2 separate regions of the Gossypium hirsutum genome follow, and region 1 is linked to region 2. Evidence: chromatin contacts called from public Hi-C data. All regions are on one chromosome and are shown on one strand. Each heading gives the region's core, a stretch centred on a gene start, on an enhancer-like site or on the middle of the called end of the contact. The rest is flanking DNA. Distances are from core to core; before and after follow the strand shown. Region 1 holds the start of LOC121209706 (SCARECROW-LIKE protein 7). Region 2 holds the start of LOC121209684 (E3 ubiquitin-protein ligase RNF185).

Region 1 (3,978 bases), core at 825-3,324, 320 kb before region 2:
AATGAATACGAGGGGCTGTAATTATAGTTCCACAGTAGAATTTTTGCTTGACTTATGGCGTAATGGCTAAGTGTTACCGTTTCGAAACCGGAAATTTCCATTAAAATTTTCCATTGCTCTTTGTCTTCCATTCGTTCCCTTTGGGTGCCGGCTTCTTCCGGTCCGATGACTCCAGCAATTTTCCGGCCGAGTAAGTGTTTCTCCACTTGGATTCTCTCAGGTGAGTCGCGAGGTAAGTTTGGTTCTAATGACTCGAACACGGCGGAGTAATACCTTAATGCGTTCTTGAATCGGTTTAAGAACCCGACTCGGTTCAAACTCGCTTCGTACTCACCTAATGTCACGATTTTCGGGTTCAATGATTTAGCCAAAGCTAGAGCGGTTTCCACGGCGGCGGGAGTAGAATCCAATAAATTATACAATTGAAGCATGAAATTCACAGCTAATACCTCATCTTCATCGACCCGGAAACTCGACCCGGTGAGTTCAGTAACCGGAGTTAGAATCGGTTCGAACTCAAAATTCAAATCCAGAAGCTTCGCGAAGTCACGTAGACGGTTACCGGTGGCGTAAAGAGAAGGAGCCGGTGTCGATCCCAAAACCGGAGCGGGTATGCCCGATATACGGATTCGGGTCGGTTTTCCGGGTGATCGGGTTGCTAAAGCTTGTAACAGAGCAGCCCATTGAACTCCTTGAACGATCCCAAAGTCAACTATGTGAATCTTGCTAGCTCGGTCTGTTGCTTCGAGAATCGCTTGGTTAGCCGTTAAATGGGCGAATTTCGAGTAAGGGCAGGCGTCGTTTAATGCTTTATATGAGAGAGTGAAGTCCTCCGACGACGTTTCGAACATCGTCAACCTTTGGTCTGTTTGATGAGAGAGTCTGCTATGGAGAGCTTCAGTGAAGTAAAAAGCCACTCTTTCAGTTGGATCTCCGTGTTCTGATACCGATTCCTTGAGTTTAGCCAGTGATTTAATCGCGCGTTCAGGTTCCGAGTCAGCGAGTGTAGCACAGTCGAGTAGAGCTTTTAAAAGCGGCGGAGATAAATCGGTCTCCGGTGAACCGGATGAGATACCCGCGCCGTCGTTGATGGCTGGGTTCTGGTTCTGGTTCTGGGGACTGCTTGTTTTCGTTTCTTCAACGGTTACTTGCGGCGGAGGCGGTGGAGGGGATGGCGGCCATGCAGGTAGAGTAGTAGTAGGGATCACTCGGTTCAGATTAGACGGCGGAGAACACGTCACGGTGAGTCGACTTGGGCAAGCACTAAACGGATCAGCACCGTAGATACCAAAATCAGCATTGCTTTGCCACGCGTCGCAACCAGACGGCAGATTCGAAGTATCCGTTGAATGGCCACCACCGTTCATTAAACTATCCATCCACTCATCCGAGTCAAACTCACCACCGGCACCACCACCAAAATCAGGAAAACGAAACCCAATCGAATGGTGATGTTCCATGTTAGGGAACTGAAACCCTTCCCCAGCATCCCCTTGAAACGGGTCGGTAAAACCCGGACCCGTAAGCCCATACCCGACATTACCCGAACTGGAAACACCATGGTGGGTAGTACTAGACCAAGGATTTAAAGAGAAAGGATTCAAACCAAGAAGCTGTTGTTGCTGCTGCTGTTGTTGTTGCTGCTGCTGTTGTTGCTCTTGTTCTTGCTTTTGCTTTATAACTTGTTGAGCGATTGCCATTAGATTCCCATTATCAGCACACATATATGCCATTTTCCGGCAAAAAAAAAAAAACTTCCCGGAAAATTTTCAGTGAACTGCACTTAGTCTCATTTACCCACAAAAAAACAAGAAAAAAATCAGCAAAAAGTGAGTGTTTTTAAAGCTTAAAGAAAAGGAAATTAAAAAAAAAGAAAGATAAGTGACAGAGAGTACATACAAAGAGTCAGTAGGACCAAGAGTGACCGAAGAATAGCTCTATAAACTTGGGATTTTGCTTAGCTAATGAAAGAGAAGGAAAGAAACTTTGAGAATAGTATGTATAGCTTTTTTTAAAGAAGGAAAGCTAAAACGGCAGCGCAAAGCAGTAGATGAGTGCTGAGCTAAAAGGCCTAGAGTTGTCCCTCAAATGAAAAGTTGAGTCCTTTATTTAGCTATTAGAAAACAAATGGTTAAATTTTGGTTTTAGTCCTTGTAGTATAGTTAAATTGGAATTTTAATCCCTATAAATATTAAAGTGGTGTAATTTGGATCTATTATTATTATTAGCAGTAGTAATTACGTCTTAATTCCAATTACTAACTCGATTAAAAATTATGTTAACCAGTTGTTATGAAACTTTTTTTTAAATTGAAATTATTTATATCATTCAAAAGGTAATTTTATTATTTTCAAAATAATTATTTTTTACTAATTTATCATTTTAAAAATATATAATTTTTGAAAATAAAAATCTTAAGTCTATTAAAATTTGGCTTTACTTGATTTTTTTTTTACTGCTACAATTATTAAATTGATCTATTTAATAGTATAAGGATTAATTTGAATTATCCCCTATAATAGAGACATCTATCAAGTACTTTCACCAAAGCTAACATAGAAAAGGCAAAGTGACGTGGAATTATTGAAAAAGTTTGAAAAGATGGAGAAATCCAATGTAGCATCAGCAGTTAGCACAGTGAAGCGACGGCGACTAGCCTATTACTACAATCGGCAATAGCGCGCACTCTCAAATCGAGGCCCAAGTGTTTGTTCATATGCCACAATAAAATTAAAAATCGAAGTGAATTAGTGATGGTTGTTGCTTAGGTTATTGCATCTTGTAAATAATTTAATACATGTTGTATTTTTATGAATTTTTTATTAAAATAATTTTATTTAAATATTATTATAGATTGGATAAAATAAATTTTAAATGATAAAACGGACGAGAACATTTATGATTATTATATTTAGGATAGAATTAGTTTAAAGTTGTAATATTTTGTGGAACATAGTAATATTTTGTATATTTATGTAAATAGAAAAAAAATTATAATAATTTATAAAATAAGTTATTTGCATTAAATATTTCTAGATTATGACCTTGATTCTAAATTGAGTTTCAAATTTTTAAATATTCTAATTACAAAATTAAATTATTGGTGTCGTATAAATAATATTTTGTGCAATTAAAGCTTATAGAATCTAAAACTTCTCCGATCAATGCCTAGAGCTCCACCCCAATCCAATGAAATTTGTAGGATATATGGATCAACATTAAGAATTTCAATATCTCTTCAATAATATTTTAAATTCGAGTTATATGGATGAAAAAATATTTATGAGAAAGTTTTACCAATTACCACACATTCAAAGGTTTGATTCAGATCGACTTTCAATTTAATTGAAATTAATATATTCAATGAATATCAAACAATTAAAAAAAAGACATTCACATTAATTAAGATACATTTATCTATTATATTATTTTTAATATTTTTAATGGATATTGTTAATATAATACCTAACAAGAAAATAGTACAAAGGAGAGAAGAATGATTGTTGCGGAGGTTGATTCATCCAATCGAGGCAGAGAGTCAGAAGTTCTAGAAAATGATGGTAAAGAGAGTTTGGAGGTTAAGGGCTAAAAGAATGTTAAAAAAGTGTAGACTTAGTATTATTGAAAGGTTACCTCCTTTATTCGTCATTACTAGAGGTATTTATACGTAGGCGTCCCGCGCAAAATGGTATTAACATGTTGAACTTGTCATTATTATAGAGCTCGTGGGAAGAATGTCTTCAATGGGAAGAAGATATTTGTGATAGGACAAAGCAGTTGTACTCACATGATATTTATAACCAAATAACTTCATGTTCCCAATGAAGATTAAATCATTCGTTGTCTCTGGATAGTACTCTCGAGAGGGTAAGTTCACAGGTGACCACTCGACTTACTAGTGGTAGGCTTACTTGTTCAAATGTCTTCTAAGCTAGTCACGTGTCTTGTCACAATGAGGTATAACATATATTATTTTTA
Region 2 (4,059 bases), core at 780-3,279:
GTAGGGAAAAACTTTATAACAAATTTACTTTATAATTATGATTGTTACTTTAGATTTTGAATGTTGAAAATTTTGAATAAAAATCAAAAGGAAGAAATGACACAAGCATAAGTATAGGACAGGCCTATGACCAAATAATTTATTCTACATTTGAAGTCAATCAATTTTTCCAAACCTACCCATAATGTGACAATAATAAGAATTTAACAATAAAGTAATTTAGCTAGCTTCTAAAATATAAATTATGATATGTAGCATTGAGTTTAAGTATAATATTAATATTGTATATAATTGTTTTAGTCGGACGTAAAATATAAATTTTTAATTTTAGTCAATTTAATTTATAAAATTCAAAATTTTCATAAATTATGTATTGAATAATTACCTTTTTTTTAATATTTATATTAAAAAAATTATTTGATCCAGTTGCAGGGGTAAATCACTGTCATATTGCCTTCAAAAAAGAATTAAAACAAATACACATCATTCATTTAATCTTACGTTCTTCGACAATGAACATAATAATAGCCCTTTACATTATAGTATTATATTTTTAATTTTCATATAATATAAATTATATAACATAAAAATTAACATATTAAAAATGGAAACATTGGTTGGATTGAGTAGAACTCGAGTCTTGAATATTAAAACTCAAGGTCAATTGATAGTTTTCGATCAATATATCTACTTTTTTTTAATACAATATCTAGACCTAGGCATAACCCCTTTTCAACTTAAAAATAGGAGAATAATGCGCTTTAAACACTCAAACTCACGCCCTCCTACATTGATAATAATATTCATGGTAATCAAAGTAATACTTAACCTGTTTTTTAAAAAGCATTTTAATCATTCAAATAGTGCATGTCACTTTCTTTTCTTTTCTTTTCTTTTTTATGTCATTTCAAACTTTAATTATTCTCTATTCCACCTCGGATGAATTGCTATCTTGGTGTAAGAGATTCAATTGCATGGGTTGGGCCTTAAGTATGGGCTCTCAAGAATTGGCCTAACTTTTGCCTGTTAGGTTTTACATATAAATGAGCTTAAATCCCATTTGAGTTTCCTAGTCCAACAATCTTGCCCAACTCACGGTTAGTAACTGAACTATTAGTAATTTTATACTTTGGTCACCCAACTTCAAAAGGTTGCAAAATAGTTATTGAAGTATTTGAAAATTTTCATTTAATTTACTAGACTGTTAAAATTATTGTTGTATGGTTTCTTTTGTTCACAATGTCTGTACTAATCAAAAGCTCTCATTCCCCTTCTTTTATACAATTAATTTTTTTTCATGAAACAACTTTGAACTTCATGAATGCGTAAACCGAAATTTAAACAACTTTCTTCTAATAGGTACTGGTCCACCATACCAATCGTCGAATTGTCACTTGCAGCTCGCTAGTCGGACTTAAAAAAAAAAAACTTAATAACCTAATGACTTAAATAAAACTTTTTGAATTTGATTAGAGTTTATGTTCGAATAGTCCCTCAACTTAGTTCTTATCTTTTTTTTTGGTCCAAAATTTTTTCCCCAGCTTTGGTCTATGTAATGACATGACATTCTAAAATTTTGTCATGTCGTCACATAAAAATTACAAGTTTTTTAAAAAAAAAATAAATTAGGTGATGGTATAGCACTTTAATATTATGTCATGTAATCAGAATACTTTTTGTTAAAATATGTTATAAATCCTTGTACTCTTCATAAATTTAGAATTAGTCTCTCTATTTTTATTTTTAAAAATTTAGTCCATCTATTTTTTATATTTAAAGATACAAATTCAATCATCAACACATTAAATTTCTTTTGTTAAATAAAAATCTACTATAACCCATTTTTTTATTTACATAGCCATCAAATGAATTTTTTAATTTCAAAATGTCATACTGAAAAAATTAATAAAAAAATTAACAATGTTATTAATTAGACTTAAAATTTTAAATCTAAAAAATAGAGAAATTGAATATCCAAAATACAGGGACTTGTATATTCGCATGTCAAAGTAATTAGTCAAATACTAAATCCAAGCGGAAGGTAGGTGAGAATCAACGTTTTCCCCACTGCTCAATTACTTATTTTCTGCTTTGCAATTTACAATTTATTAAAAATATATAAATAATAAATTATGTAGAAATTTGAAAACCCTCGATTCTTCCCTAAATTTGCCCAACTTCCCATTAATAATAACTCTCTTTCCTCGACTCCCTAAAAAAATAAACAGAAATAATTAACGAAAATTGATCCAATCAGTTCCTTCAATACCCAGGTTAGTTTTATTTTTATCCAATTTGGATTATGTATTACGTCTAAGATCTTGTTTTTAGATTTTTTTTTACTGGGTTTAATTGATTATGATTTGAATTTGTTGTCTTCTTCTGATTTTAGGTTAGGGTTTCTTTTCTTTTGTTGGATTAATAAATGGTGTTGTTTGGTTTATAATTAATGTCGTTTATGGCACAATTTGATGAACTATTGTTAAAATAGATTCAATTTTTTTTTTTTTTGGATTTTAAGCGTTATGGTGTTAGTTTCATTTCGAGTTTTCTGGGTTTTTATTTTTGGGTAAAAAATTGGGAATTGGGTTTGTGTTTGGTTGATTGAATTTGAAAGTTGTAATCTTTGATTCCATTGAATTTTAGATTTCTTATTTTCCCCTTTAAATTATGTTTTTGAATTTTGATTGTTTTGATTTATTGTGTTGGGTGAATTAAGGAATGGGGAGCGGTTTTGGGGAATCAACAAGCAGACTACCCCCAAGTCCGCCTTGCTCGGGTAGTACTGATAATGCTAACGATGCCGGTGGTTTTGAATGCAATATCTGCTTCGAGTTAGCTCAAGACCCGATCGTCACTCTTTGCGGTCACCTCTTTTGTTGGCCGTGTCTATACAGATGGTTACACCATCACTGTCATTGCCATGAATGCCCTGTTTGCAAAGCCCTCATACAAGAGGAAAAACTCGTTCCTCTTTATGGTAGGGGCAAAAACCATACCGATCCACGTTCAAAATTGTATCCCGGCATGGAAATCCCTAACCGTCCCACAGGGCAAAGACCGGCAACTGCTCCTCCTCCTCCCCCAGAAGCCAATCCATTTGGCAATTACAGGTTTGGACTAATGGGAGGTTTCGTTCCAATGGCAACCACCAGGATCGGTAACTTCACAATGGGGTTTGGAGGCTTATTGCCATCATTGTTTAACATCCAGTCCCATGGATTCCCAGATGCTACTGTTTACGGAACAACTTCGGGGTTCCCTTTCGGGTACAATACAGTTCATGGCAGTCATCCTCATGGGTTTCCCCAGCCACCAACCACTCGAGGACAGCAAGCAGATAACGTGTTGAAGAATCTTCTTTTGTTGATCGGGGTCTTCGTAGTCCTTGCTCTGCTATATTGGTGAAATAGGTATAACCGCTTAAGCTCAGACAAAGCTTGGTTATCTAGTGTCTGTATATATATGCTTATAGCCGAATCGACGATTCTGTTTTGGCTCGAGAAGAAGTTGTCAATATAATACTTTGCCATTTGTAGCTTCAGGAACAACTTACACTCGTCTTAATTCGTTCTTTTCAAAATAAAAAAAGGAATTAGCTCGTTTCCCCCCTATACATCGAAACATTGTGTTGATTCTTGAATGGTCATTTGGTGTCAATCATGTTAGAACCATAAAAAGAGAACAGCTGTTTTCTTATTTCTTTGCTTTTTCTTGGTGATCCAATCATGGTGGTAATAGCCATATACGTCTCCCATAAGCTAAATTATTGAACATCTTTGGATTTTTATTACATAACCATATGGAACATGAGTTTGATATACAAACACAAATTCATATATAGGCTCCATTTGGTGCTTTGTCTATAGGAACATGCTATCGAATGATAGTTTTGAACACTATTTGGGTGAAAATACCATAGAGGTCACTGAACTAGGAATCAAATTGTATTTTACCCTCTCTACTGAAAAATGAGCAAATTAGTCCCTATATCTTAAATCAAAGAAAAGATTGGTCCTTTCTATTAAAAATTTCATCTTTTTGTATTGTTAAAAATTG

The links. A called contact is a pair of places that touch in the nucleus more often than the background predicts.
Region 1: a Hi-C map of leaf shows a contact between it and region 2, with 2.6 times the contacts expected there. The contact joins the promoter of LOC121209706 here to the promoter of LOC121209684 in region 2. A contact is called at or near these places in 2 of 34 Hi-C or Micro-C datasets (both in leaf).

The regions. Positions count from the first base shown.
Region 1 is chrA02:107,053,777-107,057,754 of Gossypium_hirsutum_v2.1, reverse strand. It overlaps LOC121209706 (SCARECROW-LIKE protein 7), which reads right to left and starts at 2,074. Exons shown (of 2, transcript XM_041080881.1): 1 at 1,900-2,074; 2 at 1-1,777. The coding sequence starts at 1,733.
Region 2 is chrA02:106,736,214-106,740,272 of Gossypium_hirsutum_v2.1, reverse strand. LOC121209684 (E3 ubiquitin-protein ligase RNF185) reads left to right here and starts at 2,029. Exons shown (of 2, transcript XM_041080776.1): 1 at 2,029-2,273; 2 at 2,720-3,614. The coding sequence starts at 2,722. The coding sequence ends at 3,408.